3 separate regions of the Mus musculus genome follow, and regions 1 and 3 are each linked to region 2. The links are chromatin contacts, called in public Hi-C and promoter capture Hi-C maps. All regions are on one chromosome and are shown on one strand. The core of a region is the stretch at or near the end of the contact, and the rest is flanking DNA. Distances in the headings are between cores, read along the strand shown.

Region 1 (3,948 bases), core at 387-2,886, 470 kb before region 2:
CAGAAGAAACAGCAGCACAGAAGCACAAGGCAATAAATGCCAAAGAGTGTTGAACAATGGCAAAGCAGTAACAACTAACGCAATCCTTAAAGGTGAGTGGAGGAGAGAGGACTGGCAAACGTGGTGATTAGAACAAAGAACATCGAGGGGGGGGAGTTATATGGAAATGTTGTAATGGAAGGTATTACTTTGTTTACTAACTTTAAATTTCCAGTTTTTAAGAGAGAGGAAGGGAGAGAGTAGTGGAAGAAACCAGCCCCAAATGTGTACGAGCTTGCGCACATGAGCACACACACAAAGCTGCATACTGTGTGCATGCATTCCAGTGGAGGGAGTAGAAGCAGAAACAGAAGCAAATGGATCTGGAGCTCAAAGCCAGCCTGGGCTACATAGACTCTGTCGAAAGGAAAAAAGAAAGAAGAGAAGGAGAAGGAGGAGGGAGAGGAGGAGGAGGAGGGCTGGAGATGTAGCTCCGATGGTAGAGGACTTGCCTAGCATGCCTGGATTTACTCTCCAAAACTACAAAACTGGATGTTGTTACAATTGAACCACAAGTTCTATGGTCTACTGTCAGAAGTTGACACCAACTTAGGCTACAGAAAATCCTCTCTCAAACAAAAAACAAACAAACAAACAAACAAACAACAACAAAACAGCCAAAAGGGGAAAAAAGTGAAGCTTATTCTACTAGCCACAATTTCTAGCTAAAGGACAGGCAGGACAGAAAAATTACAGGTAGGAAAAGTAAAAATATTTGCCAATCATTTTATGAGTATTCAGAATTAATAGCAGCAACAAAAGGAAATGTCCTGGTGCTCAAACGCTATGCGTGGCTGGTGTAAGAAATGTGGAAGTGTCAATGAGGAACTATCTCTTGTTTATTCTGCATTGTTATTGCTATAGCTAGTTATTAAGTGTTGTAACTTTTGACATAGATTTTTTTTAAAAGGTTGATCTTTTGGGTCAAATGTCCCCAAATGTGCCTGTTATTGGTCATATGGAAAATTTGACCTTGTCTTTACAAGGCTCGAGATTTGACTCTGTAGTTAAGACAACAGGAAATGGACTTCACTTGGAACTTGGACATTTATCTTTGTGTTATAAAACCTTTAAAATATGGCTAATAAGAAAGGCCGTCTAGAAATCTTTAAAATGTGATTTTAAGAAAACATCTGGGGGAAAGATTTAGACAGGAGAGATCATGGTCTACGTAGTTCAGGGTGACCCAAAGTTGCTTCCAATCTCTTGTCTTGCTCTGGGGAGAGGAAGTGGTGGGGTTAGGGGTCCTTGAACACACTTGTTGCAGAAGACGATGGATGAACTAGGGTTTTATGATCCTCCTATTTCCATCTCCCCAAGGCCTGGATTGCAAACCTGTGCTTCGACGCCAAACTTTAGAATTGTTTTTAAATAGATTTCTAAATTCTTTAAAGTTTGAAAACCTTAAAACTTTTATGTAAATTTGCTCAAGATAGCTAGGAAACTACATTTCCCAAGAGTGTACGTGGCAAGTCGCCACACTGGTCTGGTCGCTTTACCAAGAGGCACACTGGGAAATGTAGTTCTCCGAGCAGTGGGGCTCACAACGTTTTTGACGGAAGACTGGGAAGTGCGCCGCCAGTGGCAGGACGGGGACCGGACAAGGACTCTGCACAACCTCAATTTTGTGTGTGCGGTCCGAGAAAGGGTCTAAGTCATCTGTACTTCTCTAAGCAAGGTGCTGGCCACGGTTCAATGCTGGCGAGCGACTCGGAGGTCCCTGAAAGGAAGGTGCCAATCGCGGAGGGTCGAGCTGGTACCCGCCCCACCCAGGCTGCGGCCGCGCGGGGAGGAAGCGCGCACAGGCCGAGTGCAAAAGTTTCCTTTTCTGCTTTCCAGTCAGAGAAGCTTCAACCAACCGAGGGTGGAGATGCCTGACTTCAATTGGAAGAGAACCCGGGAGCCAAAGGGGTTGAAATAAGCGACTTCCCGGAAAAACAAACTATCAAAAAACCTCTCCCCACCACTAGCCATGGGCAGCCGAGATCACCTGTTTAAAGTGCTGGTGGTGGGGGACGCCGCCGTTGGCAAGACGTCTCTGGTCCAGCGCTACTCCCAGGACAGCTTCAGCAAGCACTACAAGTCCACCGTGGGAGGTGAGCGGTCACGGGTGACTAGGAGCAGGGGTCGAGGCTCGCAGCCGGTAGCCTCTGGGTACCGAGGTTGCCTCTAAGGGGTCCCCAGCCTACCTACAAAGATAGGGCCAAAGTATACAGGTGAGAGATGGTGAAGGGGTCTGAGCCGGGGACTATTCACCGCAGAGAGCAGAGCCCTCCCGCAGCCATGCGCTGCCCAGAGCAACTTCTCCAGTCAGCAAAGTCAGCTGAGTCCCGGTTCAAGTGCAGGCTGGGGCAGTTACCCTGCTTCCTACCAGCATCCGACGGGTGTTGAGGAAAGAACCCCGTTACCTTAGGAGGAAAGCCCAGGAGCTAAGCAGTCAGAGGTGTGGGGAAGACTGGAGGACAGATTCCGGTCAGGTCTGATGAGCCCTATGGTGTCATTAGTGAACTGAGTGGGAAATGTGAGGAATTCACGAAAGAATGTGAAATACCCTCGAGTGGCCTGTCGTCTTCTCTTGCACTGGGGAAGGCAGGGAGGAAGAGAGAAAGAAGCACTAAAAGTAAATTCATTTCTTTCCCAGTGTGGCCTTTGGACTCTGCTGAACTGTCCACCTGTCGGTCTGTCTACCCCAAACACACAGACACAGACACAGATACACACAGACACACACACACCTCCACCACCACCACAAGGAGAAGGTAGTTAACAAGGTTACAGTAATGTGAAAGAATAAAATTACATTTGTTTTTTTTATTTTGTTTTGTTTGAGACAGGGTTTCTCTGTATAGCCCTGGCTGTCCTGGAACTCACTCTGTAGACCAGGCTGGCCTTGAACTCAGAAATCTGCCTGCCTCTGCCTCCCAAGTGCTGGGATTAAAGGCATGCGCCACCACGCCCAGCACATAAAATTACATTTGTACCAACACAGATTTACATGTGAAAGTTTTTTTATTAACTCTTTTCTTTGAAATGAAAACTTTATAGAATATTTCAAAAACTGTTTCCTGACTACTTTGCCCACCACTCCTAAATACAAGTCCTTATTTCATGGATTTTGGGTTAAAAATGTCCTGTGAATTAATTTTTACCAGTGGACTGTTTTCCGACAGTATGAACATACTGATTCTGGCAAGTTTTGTTTGTTTTTCCCAATGTTTATTATAAATTCTCCCTCGTTTTCACTTCTGTCACAGATGTAGAAGAAAGAATATGTTTCTGAACTGAAATTATTCTGTGTTTCTCCTTAACAAGTAGCTTTTCCAGCATAGTGTGGTTGTCTCTACCTTTAATTCTAGCATTCAAGAGGTTGAGGCAGGAGGATCTCAAGTTGGAGCTAGGCTCTACTATCCGACTTTGGGAGGTTCCCCTGGAATAGCTGTTCAGTCCAACCTCATGGAGTTTCAGCATCTGCAGACCCGTGGGGGATTCAGCACAGCTCTTAAGCAGCATCCATGTCTCAACCTCTGCCATCTTGTTCATTTAACCAGTACCTGCTGGACATATACCATAGCCTTAAGGAGGATACAGAGGTTTTCACTGTATTTTCTCATAATACTGTTTGATTAGATACTAACAGTGAAGTTAAGATGGAAGATACAAAGCTAACCACCTTACCTTCCTTTCCTCCATCTCCCCCACCATTCTTTCCTTGAGAACCCCCCACTTAAAAAACATCCCAGAAACCATTTAACCTGAGAACAGGAATAATGGTCATAACCATGCCCATAACTTTCTTGATCCTAGCCAAGGAGATAATCAGTGTGAAATAATTTGATCTGAGAGAGGAGAAAACACTGAAGACCGTTTGGAGAGTACGGATTATGTGTCCCAACACAAATGTACCATGGG
Region 2 (4,593 bases), core at 1,964-4,463:
GGCCCTACTCAAAAAATTCTATGTCATGAGCAGATACAGCAAGAAGCCAATCCACTGATTTAGCGTGAACGACATAACAGCAGCCAAAACCAACTAGATACTTGAAGCTACTGTTAATCATGTCCACTACCAGGGACATTCATTCAAAGACAACTCAAATGCAATGGGACAGTGTCACCTGGACAGCAGGAAGCTGGGTGACAAGAGCTACCCTGGGTGGTAGTGCCAGCCCCTATCCCAGGGGGTCACTCAAAGCACCAGCACAGCCATTAGGTTCACCCCATGCTGTTAAATGTGACCACAGCAACTTCTTTGTTGGCACAGCCTTTCTTCTACAAAGCATGTCACAGTGACTCAGAGTCACTTTCTGAGTCCCCTTCACACCCATCGTGTTGTTGCAAGGATTAAGGGAGGCAGCAGGTGAGAGTGCTTTGTAAGCAAGACATCACCTCTGCCAGCCTAAGGAGTGAGAACAGCTACTCACTAAGCCAGCAGTGAAGGCCTCCTCCACCAGCCAGCCCAGCCCCTTATAAAAGGGAATCTGAGAGTGAAACAACAGACAACTCATTACCTAATAAATCCATCAACGTTTGCTGAGACCAGACTATTGTTCTTGATGCCATAGAAAACACAGGAGTGGTCCCCTCCCTCCACGAATTTATGTAGAATAGAATTGAAGCTATAAACCAACACCTACAGGCTGATGGCTAACAATACAGAGATGGGGATGCTGAGGGTGGGAACCAGGGACAGAACATGTGGCAAGATGTGCAAATCTGTTGTTTGTAAGGGGACCACTGTGTAGATAAAGCACTGGGTAGATCAGCTTAGGAATGAGCTGGACACTAGGCTCCACAGCCTAGCAGGTGACAGGTGGTGCTTCGTAGTCCTATACCCTACCTCACAACCGTTGTCACCTTGCTCTCCCTTGGCTACCGCCATGAGAGGACATGCCCAGGTCAGATATGGGTGGGTAGAGTAGGCTAATTCCTTCCTTGCCAGACATTTGAGGTGGGCAGCGAGCAGATAGTTTGGCTATTGTAGTTGTTCTCTTTACCTGACTATCTTTAGTGCCTCTTCTGTCTTCCACAAGGCATGCTATGACACCTTAAAGCCACTTCTACAGTCCCCTCACATCTACGTGTTTCGGCAAGAATCAAAGGTCATGGCTCATAAAGATGCTTGGCAGCCATTACATCTTCTCTACAGACCCCTCTCCTCTGCCTCAGCTGGGCCAACTTGGGCCACCTTACCATCTGTGTCCCATGTCCCTTGAGATAGTCTGTCTCCATAGATCAGTTTCTCCCTCCCCAATGTGGCTTTAAGCAAGATCCAGCCTCAGGCTCCTCATGTCCTCAATAGCTACATTAGAAATGTGACCTCTTTTTACTCATGTTAAATTGTGTGTGTAAAGTCATGCCATCCCCATTTCAGATTAACTTAAGGAAAAAAAAATACTGACCAGCAAGTAAGTCACTGGTTTTATGTTACTACTGCTTTCCAAGTGTCAGAGTGTACACAGCCCAATCTTCTTTCCCTATGATATAAAAAAGTCATTGGGTGGTGATGGCACAAACCTTTAATACCAGAACTCAGGAGGCAGAAACAGGTGGAGCTCTGTAAGTTCAAATCCAGCCTGGTCTATGGAGCGAGCTCTAGTACAGCTAGAGCTACTCCGAGAAACCCTGTTTTGAAAAATCAGAAGAAAAAAATTTAAAATGGAGCCTGACATGATGGTACATGCTTATATTCCTAGTATTTGAGAGGAACAGGCAAGATCACAAGTTTGAGGCTACCTTGGCCTACAGAGTGAGAGCCTGTTTATAAAAAAAAGAATATATAAAAAAGAAAGAGAATATTCACATGATTATGCTGAGTATGGGACTGGAGAGATGCTGCAGCCATTAAGAGCGCTTGTTCTTACATCAGACACAGGTTCAGTTCCCAGCACCTACGTGGTGGCTCACAACTGTCTCTAACTCCAGTTCCAGGCAATCTGACACCCTTTCCTGGCCTCCAAGGGCACCAGGCACTCACATGGTGCATACACTCTCTCTCTCTCTCTCTCTCTCTCTCTCTCTCTCTCTCTCACACACACACACACACATACACACACACACACACACACACACACTCACACACACACACACACACACACACACACACACACGCATTCACGCACGAGAGAGAGAGAGAGAGAGAGAGAGAGAGAGAGAGAGAGAGAGAGAGAACATGCATGGATATTCATGTGGGTAGGTGGATGTCCATGCCCATGTTTAAGTATGTGGAGACCTGAAGATTGGAGTTTTGACTATTGCTCTCTTCCCTATTCCCTTAAGACAGGGTTCTCACTGAACCTGAAGTTAGGCCGGCAGCCAGCAAGCCCCAATGATTCTCCATCTGCCTCCCACAGTCCGGGTGTTATAGGGTCACAAAGGCACACCCAGCTCTTTACGTGAGTGCTTGGCATTTGAACGCAAACCCTCATGCTTGGAAAGCAAGCAGTCTTGCTGTCTGAGCTGTTTCCCCAGGACCCTAAGTCTATGCTAAGTATGTGCGCTTCCACCAAGCTACACTACCAAGCTACACCTTTAAGTCCAAATGACTTTTGTTCTGATATAGAAGGGGAGATGTTTAACTAGAATTTTTACCCAGTGTCTCCCTCAAACTCAAAACTGAGTAAGTGTCCTGTATTTTCGTTTTCCCAATCTGGAAATCCTAACATCAGGAAGATTGAGGTTAGACAATAGGAAGATCTTGGGCTATTGCCTTGGGCTACTGACCCACAGGATGAGAGAATCTCCCATTCTGGACAGCTTTAAAAAGGTGAGTGTGGCAAACTGGAAGATGGTAGCACACACCTTTGATGCCAGCACTCAGGAGGCAGAGCCAGGTGGATCTCTGTGAGTTTGAGGCCAGCCTGGTCTACAGAGCAAGTTCCAGGACAGGCAGGGCTACACAGAGAAACCCTGTCTTGAAGCACAAAACAAAACAACAAACCAAACCAAACGAAGACAAAACTGAGTGTTCCCAGGACCTAGTGGGAAGCCTTTAGACATTTAGGGCTATCTTTACAGCCAAGAGACTCATCTTCTGTAGCTGAGCTCAGGAGGATTCACATAAAACACAGGAAGTGGTGGAAAGTGAACGAGATTATCAGTGGAGTTCCTGCCAAAATGAGGAAGTGACACTGGGTGGAGGCAGGGGACGCCTGAAGTCCCCAGAGAGGATGTCAGAGCAGGAGGTGCTGAGATCATCTGGCTACCCCACCCCCCTCACTTTGGGCCAAGGGGGGTGGCTGAGGGTGTGGAGCTGTGGGGTGAATCTGGAGGGTTGGGTGAGCCTCAGCAAGTAAGTATAGCCGGGGCAGCAGGAGTTCAGGCCTTGGGAGAAAAATCTTAAGATATGTATTTGGGGGTAGAAATGACCCCCCAAAGGGAAAGAAAGGTGGCCTCAGGATACTCAGCAGAGCAGGGGCTGATGTGAGTCTCTAGGGTCACCATAGGGAGCTCTGGGGCTCTCAGTCTGGTAAGAGAGACAGGTGTGCCCTAGAAATCAGGTCGTCAAGCATGCTTTGTTTTCTTCCTCCTTTAGTGCATACTGGGTGTGGTGCTGAACCCCGGGAGTCCTGAACTAAACAGAATATACACTGCCCTTCAAAGCCTGGAGGTCCAGGGGAGGAGAGGTAAGTAAGTCCTTGTGAAATTGTAACTTTTATAAGGTGAAGGACTTCTTGTTTCTCTTTTTCTTTCTTTTTGGTAGATAGGCTTATAGCTTGTGCTGGCTTTGACCTTGACCTTATTCTGTAACTGAGAATGACCTTGAATTCTCGATCCTCCCCAGCTCCCCCTCACAGGCGGGCATTCCCCCATCATGCCAGGTTTCTATAGAGCTAAGGACCAAATCTAGACCTTTGTTTTGGGTCACTGACTCCCTTCCTTGGTGAGAGTTCAGATGTCATTCCTGTAGTGCCCCTCCACGAAACTCCATCTTTAGACCCTACTGGGTGCTGTCTGCTACCCTACTGGGTGCAGATCTTTGGATAGGTAAACACTCTAACAACTGGATAACAGCCACAGCCTGGGCTGGACTTGAATTTGCCACCATCCCCACACCTCTGCCACCAGAGTGCTGTACCAACAGCCTAGGCCAGCCTGCACAGGAGTCAAAGGTCACCACCTGACCCCAATGTACCTCTCCAGCTGCTGCCTCTGTCCCCCACACTGCTTGCTTGCTCTGTGGAGTAAAGTAAAATTAACTGGCTAAACTGGGTGTGGTGGAGCTCACCTTCAATCCCAGTCCTTGGGAGGCAGAGGCAAGCAGATCTCTATGAATCCAAGACCAACCTGGTCTACAGATTGAGTTCCAGGACAACCAAGGCTATACAGAGAAACTGTGTCTCAAAAATAAATAAATAAATAAATAAATAAATAAATAAATAAATAAATAAATAAATAAAACAAATTAGCTGGCTTGGAGAATGACTTAAAATAAGAATAACTTAATAGCTTTCTTATTGTTGGGTTGTTTTTGTAGCCTTGTCTGTGCTGGGACTCACTCTGTAGATCAGTCTGGCCTCAAACTCACAGAGAT
Region 3 (4,255 bases), core at 8-2,507, 390 kb before region 2:
TTGACCATTGCAGCTCACCCAGCTCACCAGGCCATTCATCTACTAAGACTGGCCCATATTTGCATCCAGACAACTCTCAGTTCCCTGTCCTCGCCCTTTGTTAAAACAAAAGGCATGTCAATGAAACAAAACAGATTTATGTCATCAACGTGGTTTTTTTTTTTTTTTTTGGGGGGGGGGGGTGGCGAGACAGGGTTTCTCTGTATAGCCCTGGCTATCCCGGAACTCACTTTGTAGACGAGGCTGGCCTCGAACTCAGAAATCTGCCTGCCTCTGCCTCCCGAGTGCTGGGATTAAAGGCATGTGCCACCACGCCTGGCCTCATCAAAGTTTTATGTGATGTGCGAACCTTCAGATGGAAGACCCAAAGACCCAGGAGAAACTCTCCACCTTTATGTGGGGTTGATGAAGAAGGAACAGGCATACGGAAAAATGGCCTGACAGAATGATGACCGAGGAGGACCTGGCACGGCTGTTTGGGTTCTCATTGGCCTCTCTGTGACGTGTGGGGTGGGACTCTGCTGGAGTGTGTGTGTTAGGGGAGGCGGGTGTCTTTGACCTTGATAAAAATTCCTTTATGACTAACCCTTATACAGAAAGAGGGACTTAGAGTTCAGAGGGCTAGCTTCTCGGGGAAAGGACCTCAGCATCTGTAACCCACCTTGAGGGAGGGTAGAGAATCTGGTGTGTGAAGCTTGTCTCAGCAGAAAGGATATGAGACAGAAGACCAGAGAATCCCCCAAATGAGGCCTCAGGGGCCTTCCTCTTGAGACACTGTTTTCTGAACCCTAAAAAGAGGCAAACTCTGGGACGCTGGATCCTTTCCGCCTCAGACTTCTCCTAGTTCCCAGGGCAAATTACACGCTTCTGTAATGAAAGGAAATAGTTCCAGGGCTGAGCTGGGGAACCCAAGTCCCTGATGCCCCCTCCTCAGGAGTATGCTGGGAAGGGAAAGAAGAGAAGCTGTTTCTCTTGCCTGTACTTTTCTCTATCCTTGCTAGGGAGCCCAGTCCAGCCTGGGACAGGGACTGCTTCCTTCAGCCAGCAGAAGCTTCCAAACCTGCCCCAGGGCAGAGCTAGACATGGCAATTCCAGAGAAGCTGAATAGAGGGTGAGATTGCATGGGAGGAGAGGACCCTGATAGATTTTACTCTCAATCCTTTAGCTGCTGCCTGGGAGTGTGGTTGTCCCCTGCCACTGCTGTGGACAGCCCCTGGCACAGAGCTGACCAGCACAGACACAGTGGGGAGCAGGTGACACTGGCTGCCTTCTCAGGATAGGCCTGCAGGATTATCCTCTGCCACTAGGCTTTCCTGGGTCAGTGCCTTCCCTGGCAGGTGGTTTTAGAAAAACAGTCTCTGTGGGGCCATAGGCGAGGAGACAGAGGGGACAGCTGTGGGGACAGGAAACATCTGGGCTGCTGCTTTGCTAGAGTGGTCACTCCTATAGCACAGTGCAGGATGTGATCCTTGGGGACCACTGTAGAGAGGGAGGAGGAGAGGGATGAGCTGGGAGGTAGGGGTGCAGAGCCAGGATGCTCTTCCCTCTCTCAGTCACCCCTTCCAGCTCTCCAGAAAAATAAAATACCAACCTTTGGGGTGACAGGGATGGGGAAATGAGGAAATGAAGTCATGGCGTGGCCCTTTGCTGACTAGTCAGCAGTTTCTTCCCTGAGGAAAATCAGGACAAAGAACCAGGAAGATGATGCCAGGATACATTAGAGACTATAAACTCATAAGGACAGGTCTCTCCATCTTGAAAAGCAAAAACATTTATTTATTTATTTATTTATTTATTTATTTATTTATTTATTTATTTTAAAACATCATTAGGGACAGAACTTAGGGCTTGCCACAAACCACTGAACCAAACCCTAGACAAGCTTCCTTCCCCCCCACCCCCACCCCAATTAAAAATGTTACTGTGGGACTGGGTACATAGCTCACTTGATAGAATCTTTGCCTAAGACGCACAGAATCACAGGTCCAATCCCTCACACTAACTAAATTAGGCATGGTGGCACACACCTATAATCCAAGCACTTGGGAGATGGAGGGATTGCTTTCCCAGGAGACCTGGGTTTAGATCCTAGCACCCAGACTGGGTGGCACACAATCATCTATAACTTTTGGGGATCTTCTGCCCTCTTCAGGCCTCCATGGCCACTGGCATGTGTGTGCTCATACTAAATATCTTTTAAACAGAATGTTTCATGTGATTTTGGAGATGCTGATTTCTCAGTGCAATCTTTGGCAGAGCTAACCAAGTGGTGACATGTATCAGTAATTCATTGCTTTTTATTCCCAGTCTCTTAGTATACAAATGTGCCAGTCACCTGTTCAAGGACATGTGGGGTTTCCCACTAGCTTGGTGATGAGCAGATAAGGTTGCTATTTGCCCACCTGTACCAGCACTGGTGTAGAAACCTTGAGTTTCTTCCTAGTTACAGCATCCTTCTGGGTATACTGTGGACCCTCAGGCACTGATCTTCGGTAGATTGGTCCCAGTTAGGGGAAGGGAAAAAGCAAAATGAGAGTAGCTCATGATAGTTGCAACAAACAAACAAAACTCTCCCCAAAAATAAAAACAGGGGCTGGAGAGGTGGCTCAGTGGTTAAGAGGTCCTATTCCAGAGATCCTGAGTTTAATTCCCAGCAACCACATGGTGGCTCACAACCATCTGTAATGGAATCTGATACCCTCTTCTGGGGTGTCTGAAGACAGCAGCAGTGTACTCACATATATATAATACATAAATCTTAAAACAACAACAAAAACAAAATCAATGATCAAAAAAGTCAAGGCCCCATTTGAAACAAGGATTGCCCTAAAGACAGGGGCCATCATTATCACAAAGTGCTTAGAACTGCAAGAGAACAAAAGGTAGTCTGATGTGCATGACAAGGTACAGGTGGCCCAAGGCAGGCTGCAACACTGATAGAGGTGAGAACCTGACTCAAAATACACCCCCCCACACCCTGCACGAGCTCACTTTCACACTCTTAGCTCTGTGTTCTAGAGAGGCAACCAATCTCTCTGAGACACTGTTTCCTAATCTGTAATATGGAGATGAGATCTTAGCACTAAGGGTCAGAAGGGATAAATAAGATAGCATATACAGTTTTGGACTCCCAATAGCCCCAGAGTAGCTGTTAATTTTCTACCTGCCTCCCTCCCAGTCATAGAAACGGAGGCAGTCTAGTTGGCACAGACTAGGAAAGGACTGGGTCTATAACACAGACAAGGGGCACAGACTAGCTTTAGTTGTGAGCTGCTAGGTGGATGTAGGTGTAGGTACTTCTTTGGGTCCAGGTGATGTCTCAAAGCAGAGTAGAAATCCACAATAGGGATTTGGCTGGACACGCTGTCACTATTACCATCAGTTTTAGGCAGTCAGTGTTCTATTGCTGTGAACAGACACCATGACCAAGACAACTCTTATAAAAGGAAACAGTTGGGGCTGACGAGATAGCTCAGCAGTTTAGAACGCCACTGCTCTTCCGAAGGTCCTGAGTTCAAATCCCAGCAACCACATGATTGCTCACAACTATCCGTCACGAAATCTGATGCCCTCTTCTGGAGTGTTTGAAGACAGTACACTGTACACACATATAATAAATCTTTTTAAAAAACAAACAAGGAAATAGTTACTTGCTTACAATTTCTGAGATTTTAGTTCATGATCATTATAGTGGGAAGCATGGCGGTTCACAGTCAGAAAGGGGGCTAGAGAAATAGCTGAGAGTTCCATCCTGATGCACTGGCCGGCCAAGAGAGAGATTGATGTGGGCTTTGGAAATCTCAAAGCCTATCCCCAGTGACAACAATTCCTCCAACAACCAACAAGACCACACCTCCTAGTCCTTTCTAATAGTTCCCTTCCCTGATGACCAAGCGTTAAAATCTCCGAGCACATGGGGACCATTTCATTCAAACTACATCAGCACCACCACCATCATTACCATCAGCACTTTTTTTTTTTTTTTTTTTTTTTTTTTTGGTTTTTCGAGACAGGGTTTCTCTGTATAGCCCTGGCTGTCCTGGAACTCACTTTGTAGATCAGGCTGGCCTTGAACTCAGAAATCCGCCTGCCTCTGCCTCCCAAGTGCTGGGATTAAAGGCGTGCAACACCACGCCTGGCTCATCAGCCCTTTTTTTTCACTGGATGGATTAATACTTTTCCCTGCCAAATACATAACCCCCAAAGTGATCTTTAAAACTATAAATTAAGCTGGGAAGTAGTGGCACACGCCTTT

The links. Promoter capture Hi-C pulls out the DNA fragments that hold promoters and counts their contacts. A called contact is a pair of places that touch in the nucleus more often than the background predicts.
Region 1: a contact with region 2 is called in a promoter capture Hi-C map of pre-B cells, with 2.4 times the contacts expected there. The contact joins the promoter of Rab29 here to the promoter of F730311O21Rik in region 2. A contact is called at or near these places in 3 of 39 promoter capture datasets (liver and pre-B cells) and 1 of 484 Hi-C or Micro-C datasets (B cells).
Region 3: a contact with region 2 is called in a Hi-C map of the G1E-ER4 cell line, with 4 times the contacts expected there. The contact joins the enhancer-like site here to the promoter of F730311O21Rik in region 2. A contact is called at or near these places in 1 of 484 Hi-C or Micro-C datasets (the G1E-ER4 cell line) and 3 of 115 datasets of contacts at active chromatin or transcription factors (extraembryonic endoderm stem cells, large pre-B cells and pancreatic cancer cells).

What each region holds. Positions count from the first base shown.
Region 1 is chr1:131,865,641-131,869,588 of GRCm38.p6, forward strand. Rab29 (RAB29, member RAS oncogene family) reads left to right here and starts at 1,637. Exons shown (of 6, transcript NM_144875.2): 1 at 1,637-1,770; 2 at 1,879-2,135. The coding sequence starts at 2,012.
Region 2 is chr1:132,338,717-132,343,309 of GRCm38.p6, forward strand. F730311O21Rik (a long non-coding RNA gene) reads left to right here and starts at 3,214. Exons shown (of 4, transcript XR_878527.2): 1 at 3,214-3,351; 2 at 3,595-3,685.
Region 3 is chr1:131,946,929-131,951,183 of GRCm38.p6, forward strand. No RefSeq gene overlaps it. Among named protein-coding and RNA genes, the nearest start is that of Slc45a3, 14 kb to the right of the region's middle. Within about 2 kb of position 1,258, at least 19 of the 459 cell types and tissues checked have an H3K27ac peak or open chromatin away from gene starts, as enhancers often do. A contact at or near this core is called in the G1E-ER4 cell line, where this site is marked.